Regions from separate parts of the Mus musculus genome. Here all the other regions are linked to region 1. The links are chromatin contacts, called in public Hi-C and promoter capture Hi-C maps. All regions are on one chromosome and are shown on one strand. Each heading gives the region's core, a stretch centred on a gene start, on an enhancer-like site or on the middle of the called end of the contact. The rest is flanking DNA. Distances are from core to core; before and after follow the strand shown.

The links. Promoter capture Hi-C pulls out the DNA fragments that hold promoters and counts their contacts. A called contact is a pair of places that touch in the nucleus more often than the background predicts.
Region 2: a promoter capture Hi-C map of embryonic stem cells shows a contact between it and region 1. The contact joins the promoter of Snph here to the promoter of Fam110a in region 1. A contact is called at or near these places in 4 of 39 promoter capture datasets (cranial neural crest, embryonic stem cells, hippocampal neurons and 1 more).
Region 3: a contact with region 1 is called in a Hi-C map of regulatory T cells, with 2.8 times the contacts expected there. The contact joins the enhancer-like site here to the promoter of Fam110a in region 1. A contact is called at or near these places in 2 of 39 promoter capture datasets (embryonic stem cells and trophoblast stem cells), 3 of 484 Hi-C or Micro-C datasets (Th1 cells, bone marrow-derived macrophages and regulatory T cells), 3 of 115 datasets of contacts at active chromatin or transcription factors (bone marrow-derived macrophages, extraembryonic endoderm stem cells and pancreatic cancer cells) and 1 of 9 other capture datasets (adipose tissue).

The regions. Positions count from the first base shown.
Region 1 is chr2:151,978,814-151,981,513 of GRCm38.p6, reverse strand. It overlaps Fam110a (family with sequence similarity 110, member A), which reads left to right and starts at 1,295. Exons shown (of 2, transcript NM_146127.3): 1 at 1,295-1,521.
Region 2 is chr2:151,631,164-151,633,863 of GRCm38.p6, reverse strand. Snph (syntaphilin) reads left to right here and starts at 1,271. Exons shown (of 6, transcript NM_198214.3): 1 at 1,271-1,408; 2 at 1,610-1,716.
Region 3 is chr2:151,529,072-151,531,771 of GRCm38.p6, reverse strand. No RefSeq gene overlaps it. Among named protein-coding and RNA genes, the nearest start is that of Gm52533, 12 kb to the right of the region's middle. Within about 2 kb of position 1,276, at least 88 of the 459 cell types and tissues checked have an H3K27ac peak or open chromatin away from gene starts, as enhancers often do. A contact at or near this core is called in Th1 cells, pancreatic cancer cells, regulatory T cells and 1 more, where this site is marked.

The DNA.
Region 1 (2,700 bases), core at 46-2,545:
AAACAGACTCTTGTGGGCACTTCAGGGCCACTGCGCCGGCAAACCACAGCAGCTGTGGTTGTCTGTACATGATCAAGCCAGTTAACATTTCAGTACAGAGAGGGGAGAGGCTATGAGCCCCCACTGGAGGAGCTAGTTAGTTATAGCTGAATGTTTCTGGGGGAAGGAAAGTCAGTTTTTTAAAGGGTTGCAGCAGATTAGACTTGGTGCCTTTTAAAAAAACAAAAACAGGAGGAAGAGAGGGTGGGTGTAGGAGGAGTTAAGGGGAGAGAGTGCGGTAAATACGACTAAAATACACTGTGTTTATGTATTAAATTCTCAATGAATGAATAAAAGTATTATCTTTTAAGTGTAAAGGAATTAGTTGCTGTTTGTTATTGTAAATAGGCTATGTTTATTTAAATAGTATGGTTATGTATTTAATATCTATCTATGCTGTACAGAGAGTTTTGAAGTATGCTTAAAACATGACACTTCCTTAGCATTCTCCCATTGTTCTTAAATGTCGTTTAATCTAATCGTTGTAAGTTAATGCATGGTATTCCCAGCTGGAAAGCGGCGTTGAAGGTAGGTACCTCAGAGCTGGGTCATGAGTCCTGACAAGAATTATGTAGAAAGCTCGATTCAGCTTCTTTCCCAGGATCGACGTCTATAATTGATCTGGTTTTGATAAGCACAGTGGGAGCTACGGGTGTGCCCGTTTGAGGATTGACTTGCCATTTCAGGTTAGGGGAACAGAGAGGGAGAGAGGATTGTGGGTAAACACACAGAGAGGTAGCTGCTGAGTTGGAAGTAGGGCCTAGTTTGGGGGGTGGTCACTTAGTACCAACTCATGGGGAGACTTAAGTCAGGCAGCAAGTGTGAGGACTACTTGGGCAAAACGCATGAATTCCGAGTCAGCCTGGGCAACTTGGTGAGACCCTGCCTCCAAAGAAAAAAGTGAAGGGAGAGAAAGCTAGGTATGGCATAGACCTATAATCCTAGTACTAAGGAGGTTGTGGCCAGCCTGGGCTAGGCTAGTTATGTGTGAAGGCCCTGCCTCAAAACCCCAAAAATATTGGTACTAGTGCCTGTGCAAAACCAAGCAAACAAATTTGGGACTAGTAACTCTTGCAGCTGGAGACCGAGGAAGTCCAGCTGGAAGAGAAGAAAGGTCTGCCAAGGCCTGGGCAGCCGGAAGGCCAAGCGGCCAGCTGGGCTCCGGGCAGCAGTCGCCCTGCTGCATCTGCGGCTCCTGATGTTGCCTGGCAACCCGGGTGGCGCGCCGTTCGAACGGAAGCGACGGGCCAATCAGGAAGTCCGGGGCGAACCATTGCAGCAACGGGGACGGCGGGCTCACTTCCCTTTCCTCTGGGGCCCCAGGGACGTTCTCCCGGAGGGAATCGTGGGACAGCCAGGGCGTCCCACTCGGAAGAGCTCGCCGGTCTTCACACGTAGTAGCCTTCTCAGGTCTGCAGGGACCACCAGCTGTCAGCCTCGGCAGCCGGCGAGGAGCGGGATTCCTCTGGACGTGGGCTGCAGGTGAGCATGGGGGTAGGAGGCGGAGGGTCCCGGGGCAGTGCCCACGCATTAACCCGGGCAAGAGTCTCAGTACAGGGGGTCGACAGAGGAGAGTTCGTGTCTAGTGTCCAGCCCAGGGGGCCAGCAAAGGATCCAGGCTGTTTCCCTTTCCCACTCTGCAGTTCCCGCTCCTGGCCGATCAGAGGAACCCCGCGGGTTACTCTTTAAGGGGCTTATTGGGAAGACGTGGCTCAGGGGATCCCAGGGCTAGGCTACCCGTGCCCTACCGGCCCTTGGAGTTCCCCTTCAGGACATATACCATTCCCTCCCCATTCGCAACTTTTCTGCCTTACAGGGTTCTACAGAGTCCCAGTTCCCAGTGCTGCCCTCTCAGAGGGCCTCCCTGGGTTGAGTCCCTAGGACTGCAGGGCAGGGTTGAGTCCCTAGGACTGCGGATCCAAAGGCCTTGGAAGTCATGTGGATGTGTGTGTGTGTGTGTGTGTGTGTGTGTGGTACCTCTAAGCCAGAGTTGCTGGAACTGGACTTGAGAGTTGGGTGCAGGGTCAGACCCTCCCAAGTAGAGCATCTAATTTAGGCTGGACTCTTACCTACCCCCCTGTTGTTGATCTCGTTTCGTAGGTGGGGAATCTGAGGTTCTGTGAAGTTGAGGCTGTTGCTCAAAGGCACAGACTTAACTATGCAGAAGTCTTCAGTCCTTGACACAGGGAATCACCGACTCGATGGAGGATCTCTTATGAAGGGAACTACTCTTCCTCTGAGCCTCATTCTGGCTCTGGGGGAGCTGTGCTTGTCCATCTGTCTTTGTGTCATGCTCCCTACTCCAACTCTTGTATGGCCCAAGCTGGCCTCAATCTTACTATGTATGACCAGGCTGGTCTTGAACTCTCCGTCTTCCTAAATCTGCCTCCTCGGATGACAAGCATGTGCCACTGGCACACCAGTTCTGTGCCATTTTCGGGATAGAACCCAGGGCTTGGTTTGTGCTAAGAGAGCAATCTACTAGATGAGTTACACCACTGCCTCATTTCTTTCCACGTCGTCTAGCTTCCTGTAGCCTGATCTCTCCCCGAGTGTCCTGTTTTTCTCAGTAGCGTCTGTTCCATATTATGCGTGAGGTGTCTTATTAAGCAGTTTATTATCTTCCCCAGTGGAATGTGTCGGGCAAATGAGATGCTTAGC
Region 2 (2,700 bases), core at 22-2,521, 350 kb after region 1:
CTCTGTAGGTTGACTGGAAAAGGTCTATTACTTTTCTCAGGACCTTGACCAAATCTCTGACAGAAGGAAACTTTAAAAGGGAAGGACTATTTTGGCTGTAGTTTGAGGGAAATATAGTTTATCATGTCAGAGGAGACATGGCAGAAAGCTTATGGTCGCGTTGTGTCCTCAGTCAGGAAGCAAAGCGATGAATGTTCCTACGCAATGAGTTTTCTCTTTTCACCCTATCCAGTCCGGGCCCTAGCTCACGTCCAAAGTGGGCCTTTCTTCTTTCCTTAGGGAAATCTCTTTGCAAACACCCTCACAGACATATTCAAACATATGTTTCCGAGTCGACTGTAAATTCAGTCAAGTTGACAATGGCAGATGACCTCCCTGAGATAGCAGTGTCTGAGCAGAGACTTTGAGGAGTCCAAGGAGCAAACTGGACGTCTCGGTTGTTCCAAACCCATGAACTAGCAAATAAAAGCTGGGGGTAGAGGCCCAGCAAGGAAGAATTTAAGAGCAAAAGAGCAAAATGAGTGGCGGGCAAAGTCATGTGAGAGGACACCAGCGAGTTGAGCTAGAATAAGAGCAAGACAGCAAGGTGAAAACTTCCCAGAAGGTAGTGAGCAAAGGCCCAGCTGACCAGAAAGGGCTGCTTCAAGAAGGGAGCCCCTTCCTACTGCACCCAGTGGGGCAGGCAAGAAACCAGGCCAGCAAGTTAACTTATGGCGGCCAGAAATGGGAGCGCTAGAAATCCAGCTTCCTGGACTTTGTGGTCCCTTGAGCCCTTTGATGTCAGGTAAAAGGCAGGAGACAAACCCACAATAAGGATTAATTCGCTTTTTATTGCCCAACTTTCCAGCTTACTGTTTTAATACTGCAAAGGATAACATTTCTTAAATACCTTCGGGATTTTAAGATTTTTTTTTTTTTTTTAAGGCAAGAGCTGTTCGCATTAAATAACTCCTGACATTCACAAATTGGTTTAGGGGGTCAAAAATGTTTCTAAAGGCGTCCAGATAATACTACTACTTAATGTGTGCCAAGGGGTGAGATACTGAGGCCCAGAAGCTGAAGGGATAGATACCCTTTGAAGTCCTTCCCATCCCCCACCTCTGAGCAACAGCTAGTTGGAGGTAATAAAGGACCCCATGCATGCTTGTTGATGTCTTGGCTCCAGGGCTCTCAGAGCGAAACCAACTATCTCTTTAAGAAGGAAAGTGAAGACGGGAGGCTTACGCAGCTGCCGGCGAGCTGCCGACTGGCTCATCCCCCTCCATCCACCTCTCCTTCCCCGCCCTCCACCTCTCCCTCCCCGCAGCCCCAGCCCCAGCAAGCACCCGCTAGCCACCTTCAGCTGGGGCTCGGGAGAGCAATCCGGCTGCCCTCCTGGGGGCAGCCCAAACCATGGAAGCCTTCGCAGGTGATGACAAGGACCCCGGGGACCTCCGGGCCCACCGCCCAGCCTCACCCGCCGCACCCAGGAGTGCAACTGCGGGGGTGCGGGGCGCCGGCCAAGCACAGGAGCTGCCCTAGCCCGCGGCGGGCAGCGTGTCCTCCGAGCTTGCGGGCTGCGGCCACCGGCGCTCACCCGCCTCTGTCTCTCTCTTCCCCACCGCCGCAGGTTGCTGATCACCGCCAGGCGGCTGCTGCAGCGACTGCAGAGGCGCTGCGCCAAGCGGCGCGGGAGTCGTGCGAGCCGGCCGGACTGCGGAGGGCGAGTGGACCCAGGTGAGGAGGCCACGGCGGAGCGGGAGGGGGCCTCCGTGGCTCCGCGGCCGCCAGGGTCAGTTTGAGACCGCTTGCGGTGGCGCGATCCCGCAGAGGTACCAGGCGAGGAGGGGATTAACGTGACTCATCCCTAGCCTCCCTCCATTCCCCCACATCCTCGTAAGCACCCCTCTCCCTAGCGTGAAATTTACTAATTAATTAGAGGATGCTGTTTTCAGTAGGGAAGACGCCCAAGGTCTTTGACATCTAGTAGATGGGTTTTAGGGAACTAACCCCTCGCCCTTCTTGTTTGTTTTTCTCTTCTGGCATTCTGCAAACATGTGAGCTTCTCTTTGGAACCGCACAGCACACCCACCACAAGGTCAAGTGCCTGTGACTGCCTTCCTATCTTGCCCACTGATAAACATCAGAGCCTTACAGTAGATCTGGCAGAATTTCCCATGATCCCTAGAGTGAGAAATTTGCCTCAGTCTCCCTGGAGCTTCCAGGGTATCTGTTGTTTTCTCTTTCCACTCCCTAGCAGGGAGCCAGACGGCTTGCAACACCTGCCAGCCTCTAAACTCCCCACATTCCCTTGCTTCAACGCTGCAGGGGTGGCGAGGCTGGTCACATGCTGCTTGTTGCCTTGGCCTTCTCTGCCCACCTGGGGGTACTTGGGTGGGCTGGAGGAGTTTCCCAGAAAATGCTGGTCTCTGCAAGTCAAGGGGTGTAAGGAAGTGAGATAGGCTGAGGTTCTGGGCCTTAACTTGCTGGTTGGCTCCAAGTAGCCATCTTACTATTTTCTGGGGTGTGGGTGTCTGTTTGCTTGTCTGTTCAGTGCAGAGGCTGGGCTAGATGATCCGTACAATTTTAATATATCACTTGAGTGTGGCTTCAATAACTCTGGAGACTTGTCCATTAAAACCATTTAAGGTTCGGACCTTGAAATAATTGAGGTCCCCTTGGCCATTCTCTTTTGACTCTGGACTTCCTGAGTGGAATGTT
Region 3 (2,700 bases), core at 27-2,526, 450 kb after region 1:
TGGCCTTAACTTTGGGACTGAGTTTGAGGCTTGGCCAGTTGCAAGGAAGTCTGGAAACAAACCTAAGGAAGGAGGAAGGGATTGTTTATAAAAATTCCTGCTGGGAAGTGGTGGCTCACACCTTTAATTCCAGCATTTGGGAAGCAGAGGCAGGCAGATTTCTGAGTTTGAGGCCAGCCTAGTCTACAGAGTGAGTTCCAGGACAGCCAGGGCTGCACAGAGAAACCCTGTCTCAGAAAACAAACAAACAAACAAACAAACAAACAAACATTCCTAATGCAGTGCTGGCACACCCTACACAATGAAGGCCAGTTGTTTTCTTATGATGATTTTGATTTTTTATTTTTGAGAGAGTCTAACTGTGTAGTCCTAGCTAGCCTAGAACTCACTATGTAGACAAGACTGGCTCCAAACTCACAGAGATCTGCCTACCTATGCTTCCTGGGTACCTCAATTAGTGGCCTATGCCACTACTCCCAGCATATGGTTTTGATTCTTATTAAAAGAACAAGGTCTGGGGCCTGGATGCCTGTCCCTCTAACCTACATCAACGACCTTGTATCTGACCTTCATCCCCCTCTGTAGGACTATGAGACAGCAGGTAGATTGGGGGAAGGGCTCTTACACCTGCTTCACTTCCTGTGCAGTGCTTCAGCTTTGCCTCTTGAACCTGCTTTTCAGCAGAAGCCCTAGGACTGCTGCAGCCTGCTGGGCTTTCACCAGGAGCACTATGGCTGGAGGCCCTTCTGGTGTCAGCTAACAAAGGGTCTGGATGTAGCCACTGCTCCCTCCTTATCTCTGATCAGCTGTGAGACTTAAGACCTTACTTCCTGTCTCTGAGCCTCAAGTGTCCTCTTGGTATTTAGCTCTGCCTGCTGGTGGGAACTGTTCTATGAGCATTTTTAGTGGGATTCCCAGAGAAGCAGAGAGGGAGTAGTTCTGAGCAAGCCATGCATGGACACAGGCAGTGCTAAAACCTGGTGAAGGGCCCATCCCCACTCCAACGCTGCCCAAAGGCAGAGGGACCATCCTGGGCAGAGGGTGTGAGGGAAGCTTAGGGCTGCCCAACTCCCTCGAGAGGAGACCCTCCCTCCCGCCAGCCCAGCTTCCTCTAAGTCATGCAGGAGCTCCAGGAATGCAGGTTTCATGTCTTGTCACTCAATCTTGGCGGGCTGTCCAGTGACGCAGCTGCCTTGACTCACCCATGCTCCTGTATCCCCAACGAGCTCATTTGTTCACTAGACTTGGGTGGCATTGTTTCTTTGGTCTTTTGCCAGTTCCTTATCTGGGGTTACTAGACATTTCCTCCCTCATATCTCCCCAAGAAAACCCACACAATACCAACCCTATTTGGCAGATGACGAAGCTGAACTTCAGAGAGGGAAGGTCACTTGTTCAGGGTTGCACAGTGCATCAATGTTAGAGCCAGAATTCAACCCTGGATACAGAGTTTTTGGACCTGCTTTGGAAGGCTGGTACCTGTGGTGAGTAACTGCAGCCAGGAAAGGGGATACAAGGCCAAGAGGCCTCACTTGGAACCTGTTGGCCCAACTTTGCAGCCTGCCCACCCCTTCCTGTAGCCCATCCATTCCCAGCTGTCTACACTTTAGAGCAAAGATTCTCATGCTTTCTAACACCACAACTCTTTAACAGAGTTCCTCACGCAGAGTGAACACCCTACCATAAAGTGATTCTGTTATTTCATAACTAATTTTGCTATTATGAATCATAATGTAAATATTTGATTTGCAGGATATCTGATATGTGACCCCAAGAGGATCATGACCCACAGATTAAGAGCCACTGCTCTTGTGTGGTCACAGCCAAGGATTCAGTGAGGGCCAGAAGCCACAAATCCTAAGGACTCCATCAGCAATGCTCATCCCTGCCAGCCCCAGACTGAGCCTTCCTGTGTCTCTCCCAGAGACTGCACTCTGGCAGTCTAAAGAACATTCCTTGATGCTCCAAGTACCCCAATCATGAGAGCTTGCCTAGTTGAAGGTTCAAGCAGTGGAGTTTGTGAATTGACTGCTGTTCTTAATTCAGGCTATCACCCACTCATCCCTGTGCAAACATTGGATCCCACAGTTAGGGGTCAGTTCAAAGCTTTGTGAGTAGTTGCCTTCAGGTTCCCTGGGACCTCAGGCCTCCTCTCTAAGTTACCCGAGTAGAAATCACAAGGCTGGGAACACTGCTCCATACACATCAGCCAGACTTTTGGGCTGGGGAACCTGTTCCCAACCCCAATGGAATGATGCTCCAACTCCTTTCCCCACATCAGACCTAGTTCACTGATTCACCAACATTACTGCCTAGCCACAAATGACCATTTGTGGGTGTCATCATTCATGCACCTACACAGCTAGGCCACATCTGTCCTTGCACTCCACATCTCCTAGATCTTGGGTACACTATGGTACCAGAGTAGCTGGCTTGGCTGCCAGCCAATAGTGACACATGTTGAGTGAAAGGATGAAACTTGATGAAAGTGGTGGGTGGGGTCACTCCAGGAGGCAACACAGAGGGAAGGAGAGAATCTGGCTTGGATTTTTTTTTTTTTTAAATTTATACTTTCAGAGAGCACACATAACCACATAAAACCAAATATTTTTAAATGGATATGCAGATCAGTATAAAATCCAGAAAAAGAAAAATCCCACCATGAACTCTGATCAACTAATTGTAATAACTATGTCAAGA